Regions from separate parts of the Mus musculus genome. Here regions 2 and 3 are each linked to region 1. The links are chromatin contacts, called in public HiCAR-type and HiChIP or PLAC-seq maps. All regions are on one chromosome and are shown on one strand. Each heading gives the region's core, a stretch centred on a gene start, on an enhancer-like site or on the middle of the called end of the contact. The rest is flanking DNA. Distances are from core to core; before and after follow the strand shown. Region 1 holds the start of Cnr1 (cannabinoid receptor 1 (brain)). Region 2 holds the start of Orc3 (origin recognition complex, subunit 3). Region 3 overlaps Rngtt (RNA guanylyltransferase and 5'-phosphatase).

Evidence for each region. HiCAR-type assays count read pairs that join an accessible place to other places. HiChIP or PLAC-seq counts read pairs in DNA pulled down with a chosen protein or histone mark.
Region 2: a contact with region 1 is called in a HiCAR-type map of astrocytes, with 4 times the contacts expected there. The contact joins the promoter of Orc3 here to the promoter of Cnr1 in region 1. A contact is called at or near these places in 1 of 484 Hi-C or Micro-C datasets (brain) and 6 of 115 datasets of contacts at active chromatin or transcription factors (astrocytes, embryonic forebrain, embryonic hindbrain and 3 more).
Region 3: an H3K27ac HiChIP or PLAC-seq map of embryonic stem cells shows a contact between it and region 1, with 4 times the contacts expected there. The contact joins the enhancer-like site here to the promoter of Cnr1 in region 1. A contact is called at or near these places in 6 of 39 promoter capture datasets (cranial neural crest, embryonic stem cells, frontonasal cranial neural crest and 3 more), 14 of 115 datasets of contacts at active chromatin or transcription factors (SST interneurons, differentiating embryonic stem cells, embryonic basal ganglia and 8 more) and 1 of 9 other capture datasets (embryonic stem cells).

The regions. Positions count from the first base shown.
Region 1 is chr4:33,922,379-33,926,664 of GRCm38.p6, reverse strand. Cnr1 (cannabinoid receptor 1 (brain)) reads right to left here and starts at 2,021. Exons shown (of 2, transcript NM_007726.5): 1 at 1,507-2,021.
Region 2 is chr4:34,612,735-34,617,020 of GRCm38.p6, reverse strand. It overlaps Orc3 (origin recognition complex, subunit 3), which reads left to right and starts at 2,079. Exons shown (of 20, transcript NM_015824.4): 1 at 2,079-2,156. The coding sequence starts at 2,112. It overlaps Rars2 (arginyl-tRNA synthetase 2, mitochondrial), which reads right to left and starts at 2,064. Exons shown (of 20, transcript NM_181406.4): 1 at 1,995-2,064. The coding sequence starts at 2,030.
Region 3 is chr4:33,373,372-33,377,657 of GRCm38.p6, reverse strand. All of the region lies in intron 11 of Rngtt (RNA guanylyltransferase and 5'-phosphatase), which reads right to left. Among named protein-coding and RNA genes, the nearest start is that of Mir8118, 63 kb to the left of the region's middle. Within about 2 kb of position 2,572, at least 7 of the 459 cell types and tissues checked have an H3K27ac peak or open chromatin away from gene starts, as enhancers often do. A contact at or near this core is called in differentiating embryonic stem cells and embryonic stem cells, where this site is marked.

The DNA of each region.
Region 1 (4,286 bases), core at 772-3,271:
GGAGACATCTTTTGAAGCAATAAAAGAGCCTGCTCACAATAAGTTCTCCTAACGACCTAAAATGATTAGTTTTTTTTTTTAACCATATCAACATGAAGCCTCTTTTGCAGCTAGAGCAACTGCTAGTGTACCTAAAAACAACAGCCTGCAGTATGTGCTGCTTAGCATTCTAGAGGTGCATGCATTCTGTTCCTGTGTGGATTTAATCAGAAATATATATATATATATTTCTCTCAGTTAAGAAAGTATTCATGGCCTTTCCTTTGGATAAAATTGCTTGTAACTGAGTTAGAGAAGGTGGGGCGTGGAGGGAGGGGAGGCAGAGAAAAATCGATCAGCAGATCTATCTCCCTTTCAAATTGTCAAAAGCTGGGATTAGAAGACCAGCACTTTAAATCAGTCAGTCCTATGGGAACCTTGGAGGTCGGCTACTCCTAGTTTCTCAATTTTCTGCCAAACAGACTGATGTCAGGAGTGACCCCACAGATAATCAGTACCCGCGGAGTCTCCTCTGAGCATGTGCATCTCCCCATTGTTCAAAGGAATTAAGTTGGCAATAAAAACGAGAAGTTATGGGACCCAGAGAGGTATCTTTCAACATCCTTAAAACCAGTAAATCTGCTCTAATCTCTTATTAGATTAAATGTCCAAGGAGATTTAATATGCCAAGAAATAAACAAAGGCAGGAAGAGCTAGTAGCTCCTATTTGGAAGAAAAATTTAAAAGATAGGAAATAGGTTTTTTCATAGATAGGTTATTAAATTTTTTTCTCACCTCTTTGAAACCTTTGAGAGATAAACCATGTACTACAATTAAAAACACGCATGTTGCTTTAAACTTTGAAATGACCAAACAACAGTTTCTCACATCTATCATAGCAAACATTTGCATTCAGGAAATGCTCCATTTGTGACTTGTAAGCCTTAACCAAGAAACATCCTTTTAAAATAAAGCATCAACTTCATTCGTCTGGTGCCAGCTCTTAGTTTCATGTTCCTATAACAGTCAATCACAGGTATCAATACTATATATATTAGTTTTTCCTTAAACAGAGATGGCTGCTGTAGCTATCGCTCTGTATCAGAAGTTCCTTATTTAACATAGATTTCTTTACATGACATTTAGTATTTAATTGAGTCGTTTTCTACATGTGGTGCAGAGACTCTGGAAGACTTAGTTTCTGATAAGGCTAAAAGACGTCAAGCATCAACTCAAGTGCCTGTTTTCCAAACATGCACAATTACACATTTTCTACAAACAGACATCAGTGTATGCAGAGCTAGGTGCATATCCAGTAAATTGTAAATGGTAGAAGCCTCCAGAAGTAGCTTAGACCACAGGTAACAAGCTGGGACTATACAGCTAAGTAAACACCATATTAGCACGATTTGCTCTCCTGGAACACGGAGCAAGAACTCCGCGTAGGACACCAGGGGACCACTGGCCAGTACCGAGGGGGCGGGAGGCGGAAAAGCTATTCCCAAACGCCACTGTGCCAGGTCTTACCCTTCGCATCCCCCGGTCCACGGGCCAGAAGCTCCCTCGGCACCTGTCGCCCAGCCAAGGGGCTGGCTCTCTGCTACAAGGAAATTTGCCCCCAGACTCTATGAGAGCTCTGCAGACAGCCCAGGCTCCCGCCTGAGCCAGGGGGAGGCTCTGGCGCCAGGGGAGCCAGAAGGAGGCGGAGGCGGAAAAGAAGTGGAGAAGGTAGAGGCAGCGAGCGAGCAGGGGAGGCGGCGCGGGGCGCGGTGGGGCGGGGTGGAGCGGGGCGTGCCCGCGGCGATCGGTCAGTAAGTCAGTCGGTCTGCGCGCCCGCGTCCCCGGCCTCTAGCACCCGTGCGCCACGGCCCCTGGGACTGGCTCCCCTGGGCTCGGACAGGCCCGCTTCGTTCTCCGGCTCTCCCCGGCGTCCCACTGACCGCGCTGGCCGGCCTGGGGCCGCCCGCTTGGGCCACCCCGAGCGCCCGTCGCCGCGCCCTGCTTGAGGTCCCTGCCTCTCCCTCAGCTCGCGCGCTGTCTCTGGCTCGCTCTCGCTCCAGTCCCATTTATGAAGCGTGGTCCCATCACGTGTTAATGAGCCTTTGTCCTGCCCTGGCAGCGGCGGCAGCAGAGACTCCGCCAAGGGATCTGCGCGGGGAGGGACCGGCGCGCGGCGCCCGCGGCTCCAAACTTTGCTGCGCGGTACCCGCCGCGGCGCTGGCCCGGGGGCTAGGAGGGACGGCCCTGGCGCTCGGCGCCCACTGTGTCATCCTCACTCTTTGCCACCAACGACCCCGCGGCCTCACCCTGCTCTGCTCCCTGGCGCCCTCCCACCCTGGCGTGGCCAAAGGGGACGCGTGCCTCACTGCCCGCGACCTCGGGGCCGTTAATCACCAGCGCTGCTCATTGCCAGGACCTCACTGGAGGTCACGCGCCGGGCGGTCGGGATCCGGAAACAGGGCGGCAGGAAGGCCGGCCAAGTGAGGTCTCCGCCCGACCCTCCCCTCTGCGCCGCCTCCAGTCCTCAGCTACCTGGCCGCGGCCACCAGCCCTCCGCCCTCGGGGCGGACGGCGTCGCCTGGGCGCCTCCCGCGCTGGCCCGCGCGACCACCCGGGCGCGCCCAGCCTCCAGCCGTGGCCGCACGAGCTCGGCTCTGTGGGCGCCCGGCGCCCCCTCCCCAGCCCTGGCGCTCCCCGCACCTCCTGCTCGCGGGGAGATGCATCCGCGGCGGGCGGGGGCTCTTGTTGGGCGGGAGCCTGGGGACCGGCGGTGCGCCCGGCCGCCGCCGCAGGAATTAGGGGACATGCTCGTTAATTGGTTCCACTCCGCCGTCTGCCTCTTGTGTGCACGGATCAAACCTTAATTGGTCTTTACATTTATCACGGCGAATTGCAACCCTATACACGAGCGTCAGCCCGCAGCTTCAGCCGAGGGGGCCATTCTCCGCCCGGGCCCCGGGGACCAGGCGGTTGTGGCTACAGCTGAATTGCGTTTTAGACCTCGTTCTCCCTGGAGAGTTGGGTCCAGTCGAGTCGTAAGGTTTCCACCTGACAGAGCCACATCAAGTCAGGTCCAGGGGCCCAGCTGTAGGCACAACGTTAGGTTCCTAGGCCCTCAAGGTAGCAGCTTGGCATTCGTTTTAAGCCTTGCTCAGAGTCGAGGACGTCTAGCCCAAACAGCTTCCTACAAGGCCTCTTTTTACCAATTCTCCCTGACGTCCTACCCCCCACCCAGAGCCAAACGCTCAGTGTATCTGGCCCCTATTTTGAATCTGGTGACAAGGATCCCAGAGGGTGAGCCTAAAGGAAGAAGCAACATAGAGGGTAGAGGAAGCTGCAGAATTCGGGGAGGAGAGACTGCTCTGAGAAGGAAAGCCTGAAAGCTTCCTACCTACAGGTCGAGCTGAAGAAAGGCTTCCAGCAGAGCGCTAGCTGTCGGAATATCTCTGAGACTGTTTTCCACTAGAGAGAGTAGTTTCCATTTCCATGTGAGGAGATGGCCTTTTGAGACAGAGTCCACAGCTGAAGCAATCAAGTTGTAGGTAAATATAAACAAAGATCTGACAGACCAATCGTAGAGGGAGAAATGCTTAGGAGAGATGATTGGGTGGATGTGGGATACCATTTGAGCCTTAAACCTGCTGCCTAGGCACAGGCTCTGCTTTGCCTCCTTCCACACATCTCCAGCATAAAGGCAGCTCTTTCTAAAGATTTACAGGAGAAAGAGGCTTCGTCGTCGTCTGCCCCTTTCTTTCAGAGGTCGAAGTTGCTATTTTAGCCTCACCTCAGATTCCTAGCAGAAGCAAACATTTGGGGGGGGGGGGCAGACATTGCTTTTCTTGGGACCTCCCAGACTCTAGAGAAGTCTCAGCACTACCTGCTAGCCAGGAAGCTGGCAGTTCTTGCTCTGCGTGGTCAGGTCAGGGAGCCGGGCAAGCTTTCGTGTGGGTGTTGGTGCTATTTAGCCACCCAGGTGGCTCAGCACTGTTGTTCAGCGTCATTCAGGTGTTAAACACAGACAGACCCTGGTAGTATGTAAAGGACCTTCTTCCTCATATTGATCCACCGTCTTGGTGGCCCATATCATATCTGGAGGAAGAAGTCATTTAGTCATTTGCAACCTGTGGGAGGTACTCTACATAAGTCTTTTATCAACACCAGCTTTTACTTCTTCTAAGATGGAACTCAGTTTCCTTATAAAGATGTTGATGCTTATTCGTGTCTCAAAATCATCCCAAATCTCTGATCGATGGTGTACTTTTTCACTGAATCCTATGAAACACTAACACCATATCTATCTATCTATC
Region 2 (4,286 bases), core at 830-3,329, 690 kb before region 1:
TAAATGTATTGGTAATGTGAGTGAGAATTCCTGAAAATAAGCTGTGTCTGTAGTAGCTGACTGACTAAAACTTCGACGACTGTGGAGAGTTATGGATAGTGCAGATCTGGGACCTAATTAATTTCATTAGTGTCTCCCACCTTTGGACCTAATATCATGCTACTACAAGCAAGAGTTAACATCCTGACAAACAGATAACCTTTTGGGGATGTACTAACAAAAAAACCCTAGTTTTCCACCAAGCAGAGGGGTCAGAGTGTTGTCAGAGAGCAGCCGGGGTCTACAGAAGAGTTACCCTCATCTTGCTGTAACCAGCCTCGCTGATGGTGCCATCAATCTATTTTTTAAATGCTTTGCTTTACTAATATCACTCTTTGTTCTGCTGCTCCACGAAACTGCATCCATACTGGAACTATGGAGATTGGGGAAACGTGAACCCATGTTGCTGGTCCAGTCAGTCAAAGTTGGCCGCAGCATCTGCTATCCTTTCTTCCCTCTGAGTGGAGAGCCGGAGATCCGTGTGGACAGTGGTTATGACAGGTGTTAATTTCCTGCCATGGTAAAACTAAAAGCTGGTCACATAAACACAAGAACAAAGAAAGCAGAGGCTAACTTAACTAATGGCTTACAGAGCCTGCCAAGAGCTTAAGAGCATTAACACCTGCAAGGTCTAAGGACAGACCTTGCCTTCTTGGGATAAAGGTCAGCAGAGAGTCGTGGTTAACAGCTAGAAAGGACGAGTAAAGATAGAGAAGGGTCTTTAAAGCATGGCCGCTTCCTTAATTGAGCAAGCTGTGCATAAAAGCCTGCGATCATCTCTTTGGTGAGCCAATGGGGCGTGCACAGCCAATGGAGAAAACCTGAGACACCGGCACCCTTCCCCACCCTCATCCAGCCACAGGCTCCCCAACTCTGGATTTCCCGTCCCTCATTCCGGAGGATAGGCCTGCCTTAATAAAAACAGTTTCACTCTGCCTCTGTCTTCTTTCTCTCTTGCATTTTGTCTTTCCCAGACAGTCAGTTGTTTTTTGCTTGTACCATGCAATGAACTCAGCTAACAGCAGAATTGCCATTACACCTGCAGCTCCCTGGCTAACCAACCTAGCTAAACGGGTAAACTCCAGGTTCGGGGAGAAAATCTGCCTTAGGGGAGAGGGGGGAAAGGTGGACAGTGACTGGAGGAAACACAGGCAACCTGTGGCCTGTCCTCATGAAGGAACATACAAACACAGACACACAGATAACACATTAAAGTCATCTCTGTAGGCTGGAGCTTAATTCCCACAGAACTACCTAAGAAGTATATGCACCATCTTTCAGAATTGTCTAAAACAACCCAGCCACAGCGGGCCTAAGTCTGTGCTAGCACTAGCAAACTCCAGGCAGGATAGGCTGCGCTAAACACGCGAGGAGTACAGGTCAAGTGTCTTTCTCCACCTTATTTGAGGCAGACTCTCACCGAACCAGAGGCTGGAGCCACCGGTTTCTGTTTCCACCTCTCAGAAGTGTGGTTTCAGACTTCCTTAGCTATGCAGGTTTTTCAACCTAGGTTCTGGAAATTCAAACGCAGGCACAGATGCTTGTATAGCAGGCACTTCACCCGCGGAGCCATCTCCGCAGCCCTTAGCATGCCTTTTAAATCATCTATTTTATCCAATGGTCTCCAAGTCCGGATTTAGAGCTTTTCCTCGGGAGAGCATCGCCTACAGGTTTAGTAAGCTACAAAATTTCTTATTCGAGATATATCCTACCAGGTTATTCATGAGAGCAAATAAAGGGCATAAACGAAGGAGGAACATTAATTTCTACAGGGTCTAATCATGGCCTCTGGACAGTCCGCCCAGGTTAAAGCATTAAGAACGGGAAATGAGAAGACAGTGAGCACTCAGGGCTCTCGAGGATCTTCCCACTCCGCAGCGCAAGGAGGAGGCAGGGTCGGCCTAGGCTGCACCCTCCGGCCCTGGCTCCCGCTGGCTCGCCGCTCTGGACTGTACCTGACAGGCGATCGACCTACGAAAGCCACACGCCATGCCTCCCTTTCCCGCACGCCCCGCCTCCGCGCCGGAAGTCGCCTCTGCTTCCGCCAGGGCGCGCGGAAGTGTGGAGTGCGCATGCACACGGGGCCGCGGACTATGGCCACCTCCTCCGTGTCTAAGGTACGTGGGGGTGGCGCTCGCCTCAGATTCGCGGTGCCTGTTTGGCAAGTCCGACGAGGTTTGATGGGCATCAGCTCTGGCTCCGCGGAGAACAGGACTCGGGCGGCTTTGCCCAGGTCCGGGTTCGAGGCAAGCTTTGCTCTGGGCAACTAGGCCATGGCGCCAAGGCTAGGAGAGCGGCTGCCCCCAGAATGTGCTGCGTCCTGCCGCTTCCCCCACTCTTCCCCCTCCATAAATTCACACTGTGCTTTAAGTTACCGAGATGCAGATGGAGGCAAAAATAGATTTCTGTTCCCAGAAATACTCATAAGCAGCTGATCTTGAATTGGCTCATTAGCAAGGAGAAAAGTTCTAAGAGAGGAGGGACGAACCAAGGTTTCTGGGAGACCGAGGAAATTCTTGGAGAAAGTGACAGTTTGGCTAAGGTCTGAAAAATAAGAATCTTGGCAAAATATAAAGCATTAGTTTGGGAGAGCAGAATAAGATGGTCTTTGCCTTAGAATGTAGAAATAAAAGAGCGTATTAAGTAAAAAGAGCAGTTTAACCCGTGAGTGGAGAGAGGAGCATTAGGAAAAACCAGAATAAAAATGTAATTCAGATGAGTGTTTTGAGGGGTTGTGGACTACTCGATGGCAAAGGAGTGCTAGTCAAATTGTAGTTTGTAAGAGGAGAAATCCTAGGCTTGTATTGCCCCCTAGGAGCCTGTGGCTACATCTGGAATTAAGATAACTTAAAATTAAGTTTACCATTAGCAACCATATTTCAAGAATATCAAACAGGGCAGCAGATGGAAAAGAAAGGTCTATTGGTCTGTGCTGCTATGCCTTGTAAAGTAAGACTTGACTCCTGTTCTAAGAACAGAAGGACACTCCTGAAGGAAGCTGAAATAACAGACTTCTGAAAGGTTTCGTAATTGGGGCTACAGGGGAACACTGAAGTGGGCTGTCTTCTTTTATAACAGGTCTGTTAGGGGTGATGTTAACATCAGAATCAGGCAGGCAGGCAAGCAGGCAGGCAGGCAGCAACACAGCAGAGCCAGTGAAGGGAACTCTGGCCCACGGGGCAGAGTGAGACCCCTTCAGTGTTTTTACGGGGTGAACCCGCTGGAGGACATTGAAATGCTCTCTGGTTTTGGCGCACAGCCCACTAGGTTGTTGCTGGAGGTAAGCAGCGAATGACTCCTCAGTTTGTGAAGTTTAGGTGATAGATATACACTTTTTCTAACTGGGCATTCCTGAGGGGAGATGGAGCAGGGAAGACAAGGATATAAAGGCAAGTCATTTTAGTCCAAGAAACGCAACTGCCGCTTAAAGAAATTGTCACAGTTCAACAGAAATGGAGACACTTTACACATGGTACGGTTCTGGCTGAGGGTTAAGACATTTGAGAAGTGTGTTAGTGATGAAAGGTAACGGTGCACCAGACATTTAATTTTGATTAAAATGGTCAATGACAAGCAGTACCCCCAAAGACTACATTTCAAAGAGAACAAACACTGTGGTTTAATTAATTTTTTGGAGGCATGTTCTCTCGATGTGCCTTTATCGGTTTGCAACTCTATATGTAGATCAGGCTGAACTTGAACTCTCCTGCCTTCCTGAGCCTGCCAAGTGCTAGGATTAAGGGTGTGCACCACCATACCCAGTTCCTAGTTAAAGACTTTTGTGGTTTTTTTAGCTTTATTCCTATTTTTATTTTTCCTTGGCTACAAAGTTCCAGATGTTTTGAGTGCCCTAACTCCTAATCCTGTTTGTTGCTTAAGACTTCATTGCGTTCTCTTTTCTGGTGGTGAATGTAACAATGTGGACTTTGTGCACACTACACAAAAGCTTTACCACAGCTGCTTCTCCAGCCCTTCCAGAGAAGGAGAATTTTTTTTTTTTTTCAAAAAGCCATCATTTCTATAAAACTTGGAGATGATAGTTTTTTCAGAAAAGCACTTTTCTTTTTGCCCTAATAGAAATATCTGTGTTGATAATCATGAAAGAAATATTATATAAATAAGAACCTTTAAGGACAATTTCCAGAATTCATGGAACTGCCAACGTTTTAATTTATTTTCCTCCTTAAACATATCAAGTATTGTTGGGGGTTTTTTTTGTCATATTTTTTGGCTGATGGTTAAGGTGG
Region 3 (4,286 bases), core at 1,323-3,822, 550 kb after region 1:
GTAGCCCCTCACCCATATTTCCATGAGTAACCCCGGTAAAACTCATTGGTTCATTAAGTTAGACTTTGCTAGTATCCATACTTTGGTCTGATGTAGGCTCCCCATCTGGGGTGAATAGACATGTGTTATGTCTCCCCAAGAAAAGTTTTGTCACACAACAGGGAAAAGGAAAGGAAGGAGAGACAGCCAGGGCAACACACGCTTGTAGTCACAGCGCTTGGGATGCTGGGGTAGGAAGATGACAAGTTTGAGACCAGCCTAGGCTTCAGTGCAACTTCAAGGCTAGTCCATGATACCCAGTAATAAATCAACAGAAGATGGATGGACAGTCAGACGGACAGAAGGAGGCAGGCAGGGTAGCAGCATATTTATAATCCTACATGCTGGAAGGCTAAGCAGGAATATCACAAATTGGAGGCCAGCCTGGCTTACATGGTAAGATCCTTAGCAGAAAGGAGGAGAAAAGGAAGGCAGAAAAAAACTGGAGTCATGAATCAATGACCTCAATTTCTACTAGAAAATAAGAATTCCAACAAATTTAAGAACTGTGATTCTAAAAAACAACAGTCATTTGGGAAAACTAAGCAAGCTCAATGAGAATGATCTCTTTCCCTCATTTCTAGTCCTCATTCAAGAAAACAGCTGTGTACCTCACAGGATGATTTAAAAGGCAAATAAACAAAAAGTGATTTTTTTTTCTTTGAAACATCTCAGCAGTATCTTAAAGTACAAGTTATGACCAGGAAACAATAGGTTTTGCATTTTAAACGTTGATAGTAGGAATAGTCAGAAATAAGTTTTCAAAGTGACAGTATCAAATTGCAGAGAATGTCTCTGATGTGGCTCTTAGTGGAGTGCTTGCCCAGCAAGTGAGAAGGCTTGGTTCTCCCAACATTCAACCAGGCGTGGTCATCCATACCTATAAATCCTAGATCAGAAGTTCAATATCATCCTCAGTTATAGAGGGATTGAGGGCCAGTCTAGACTAGATAGATAATAGGTAGGTAGGCAGACAGGCAGACAGGTTATAAATGTATACCTATAAAGATTATATAGATTTTTTTTAAATAAAATAAAGTCACTCTAACAAAACTTCAAACTGGAGAAGACTGGTCCAAACAACAGAATGAAGATGCACACTAAGCATGGGTAGTCTTTGAAAGTAAGGCAGTACCCATAACAAGTACCAGAGTTAATGAGGAGACAAAAAAATGTTTTCAAGTTCAGATAATATTCTTCTAATAACTTAAATTTAAGGCACGATTTAAAGCTATTTTTAGAATTTTATTTCTATCATTATACTCCTAAGCAAAATGTCTCTATGGTTTTATACTGCATGTCCCTCTCTCTTACACAGCTGTATGTAAGTGAAACCTACTCGTGAGACATCATGATAGCCTAATGTAAAGCCTTTAAGCTTTAATTTCCTAGATGATGAACAGCTAAAATAGGACTGGTGATATGGCTCAGTGGGTGAAACAACAAACCCCAGAACTCCTGTAAAGTTGGGAAGCAAGAATCTACCCCTTAAAGTTGACCACTGACCTCCATAGGCACAGCACTACATGCACACACATACACACAAAAACACATACACTCACACACATACACACACACAATCATACATACACAAGCATAATATACATACAAACACACATGTATCACACATATAATAAACATGCACATATATATGCATCATGCACACATACTACTAATAACATTTTTTAAAGCTAAATAAAAATATTTTTCATTCAGTATTCTTAGACAAATATTTCCTGACTCCCTACCAATGATTAAAAGCCAAGTAATGGATATTAGGGATGCTATGATAATATATGCCTCAACCTAAGTAATACCTTAATTTTAACACCAATATTTATTTATTTTTCTCAAATAGCTTTTATTAATGATTCTTTGTCTCTCATTAAATTTGGCTTACAAACATATTTATAAATCTTGTTTCCTTGCCACTAAAAAAAATTACCCATTTTACATTTATTTGTTTGGTCCTAACAACATTAATCACTAAATCTACATAATGAAAACTAAATCTACCAATTTTAATATTTACCAAGAAACTTGTGAAAAGTGAGGGCTTCATGTCAAGTCTCAAGGTATCATTGGCAATAACCACTATTTTTCCTTAAACCTGGCACAGGGAGAGACCTCATACCCCTCACCTTTAACACCAATATTTAAATGTAATGGTATAATGAGCTATTTCTTCCTGTCAATCTAACTCTATTTAATTCTACTTAAATTATTCAAGTTATTTTTAAAGCACTTCAACAAATCAATGATTTTGTAAATACTTAGTTGGAAAACCCACAAAGAAATTTTGCTGTGGTATAAGCAGTGACTTGCCCTAAGCTACCGTAACAGTAAATTTAAACTGTCAGATACAATCTAGACGCCTAGAAAGAATGTCTCAATGAGGATCTGTTTAGACATGTCTGAGTGATATTCTGAATTAGGCTAACTGAGGTGGCACCAGCATCCTTGGGCTGAGCCTAGAGTGAATGAAAGAGGGGTGGGGCGTGGGTGGGGCTTTGCACGGGCATTCACTTCTCTTTCTTCCTGTGGATGTGATGGGACTGGCTGTCTGAGTTCCTGCCGCCAGGACTTCCCTGCTAGATCAGTCTGTAACCTGGGATTGTAAACCAGCACTTTTCCCCCTAAATTGCTTTTGTTAGGGTATTTTATCACAATAACGAAATAAAATAAAATAAAATCATTTTTAAAAAGCAGGACAGTTATATTTTAATTTTCTATTTCTTTTCCCTCGAGATAAAATTCAAAGATAACTGGAAGAAAAACAAAACAGAAGACATAACATAGCAAATAAGTGTTAATCAGAGCATAGTAGTGTTTCATAAGTTTTCACTTATAGAACTTGAATTTGTTTACTGAACATAATTTTACTTCTTGATTTCTCTTTAAAAACAGAAGGCATACAACTTTCCATAGACCAAATATTTGAAGATTTTCTCTGAAATGATACTTTATAGGTCTATGAATCACTTGGAAACCAAATCATTATAAATGCATAAGCAGAAAAGGTAGTGCTTCGAATTTGAAACATGAAAACCAAAATAGAAGTTGTAAAGTTACAGTACATAGAAAGGCGACTCTTAGAAATAATTTTTTAAATAGTACCTTAAGACTACAGTGAAGTAGAAAATGGATCTCCACCGCTTCTGGGAATACAAATCGTCATTATCAGCTCACCAAAGAATAGCAAACTACAGTGTGTGAATATTTAAAGAATAAAAGAATAAATTGCATTCACCCTGCAATTCTGGCTTATTCTACGTACATCAGATATTTCTCAAGCAAACAGTCCACATAGCTTCAACTGACTGCCTGAAGAGACTCAACACAGTATCTGTGACTTTTTATGAGATCTCAGTGCTTACCTAAAACTCAGGCTTAGTTTTCAAAAATCCCCACAAAATGGAATCTTGGGTTTTAATCTTGAAAAGTTATTAATCTTTCATTCCCCAAGTCTAACACTAGCTCCAGTTAAGTTCATCCACTTTGTCTAGATGCTAAATTTCTCTAGCCAGTAACCAACTATCATGGAAAAGAATTCTCTTTCTTGCTCACCACAAATCCAACACATTATCCTCTCTAAAGAATTAATGATTTATTACTAGATAAGAATGAAAATTAAGCTATGTCATTAAAGTTAAACATTTATATTCATGCACAGGTTTTCCATTATCATCACTGTTTTTTTTTTTTTTATTAGCATGCATCATTACATTTAAACTTATAAAAATTTGGTAAATCTCAACTGAAAGATAGAAAATCTGAAAGCAATTTCCACAGGAAACATAATTTTATGATTGTTAAATAGGCAGAATCCAGAACTATGTAGTATTCTGTGAGACAGTATCTAACTCGGGACACTGAGGTAGGCAGCACAATCCATGAGTCTCCAAATGAATAGAAAAGATCACAGTTACCCAACTGTAGAAAGGAAGAGTGGGATACGTATGAGAGAAGTTGGGGAATGGGACTAAATATGACCAAAATGCACACTGTATGAAACTCCCAACAAACTCAAAAAATTATAAATTGGACATAGTATGTAAAATTTTAAGGATCCTGTATGGCTAGTTTTGTGTCAACTTGACACAGCTGGAGTTATCACAGAGAAAGGAGTTTCAGTTGGGGAAATGCCTCCATGAGATCCAGCTGTAAGGCATTTTCTCAATTAGTGATCAAGTGGGGAGGTCCCCTTGTGGACGGTGCCATCTCTGGGATGGTAGTCTTAGTTCTAT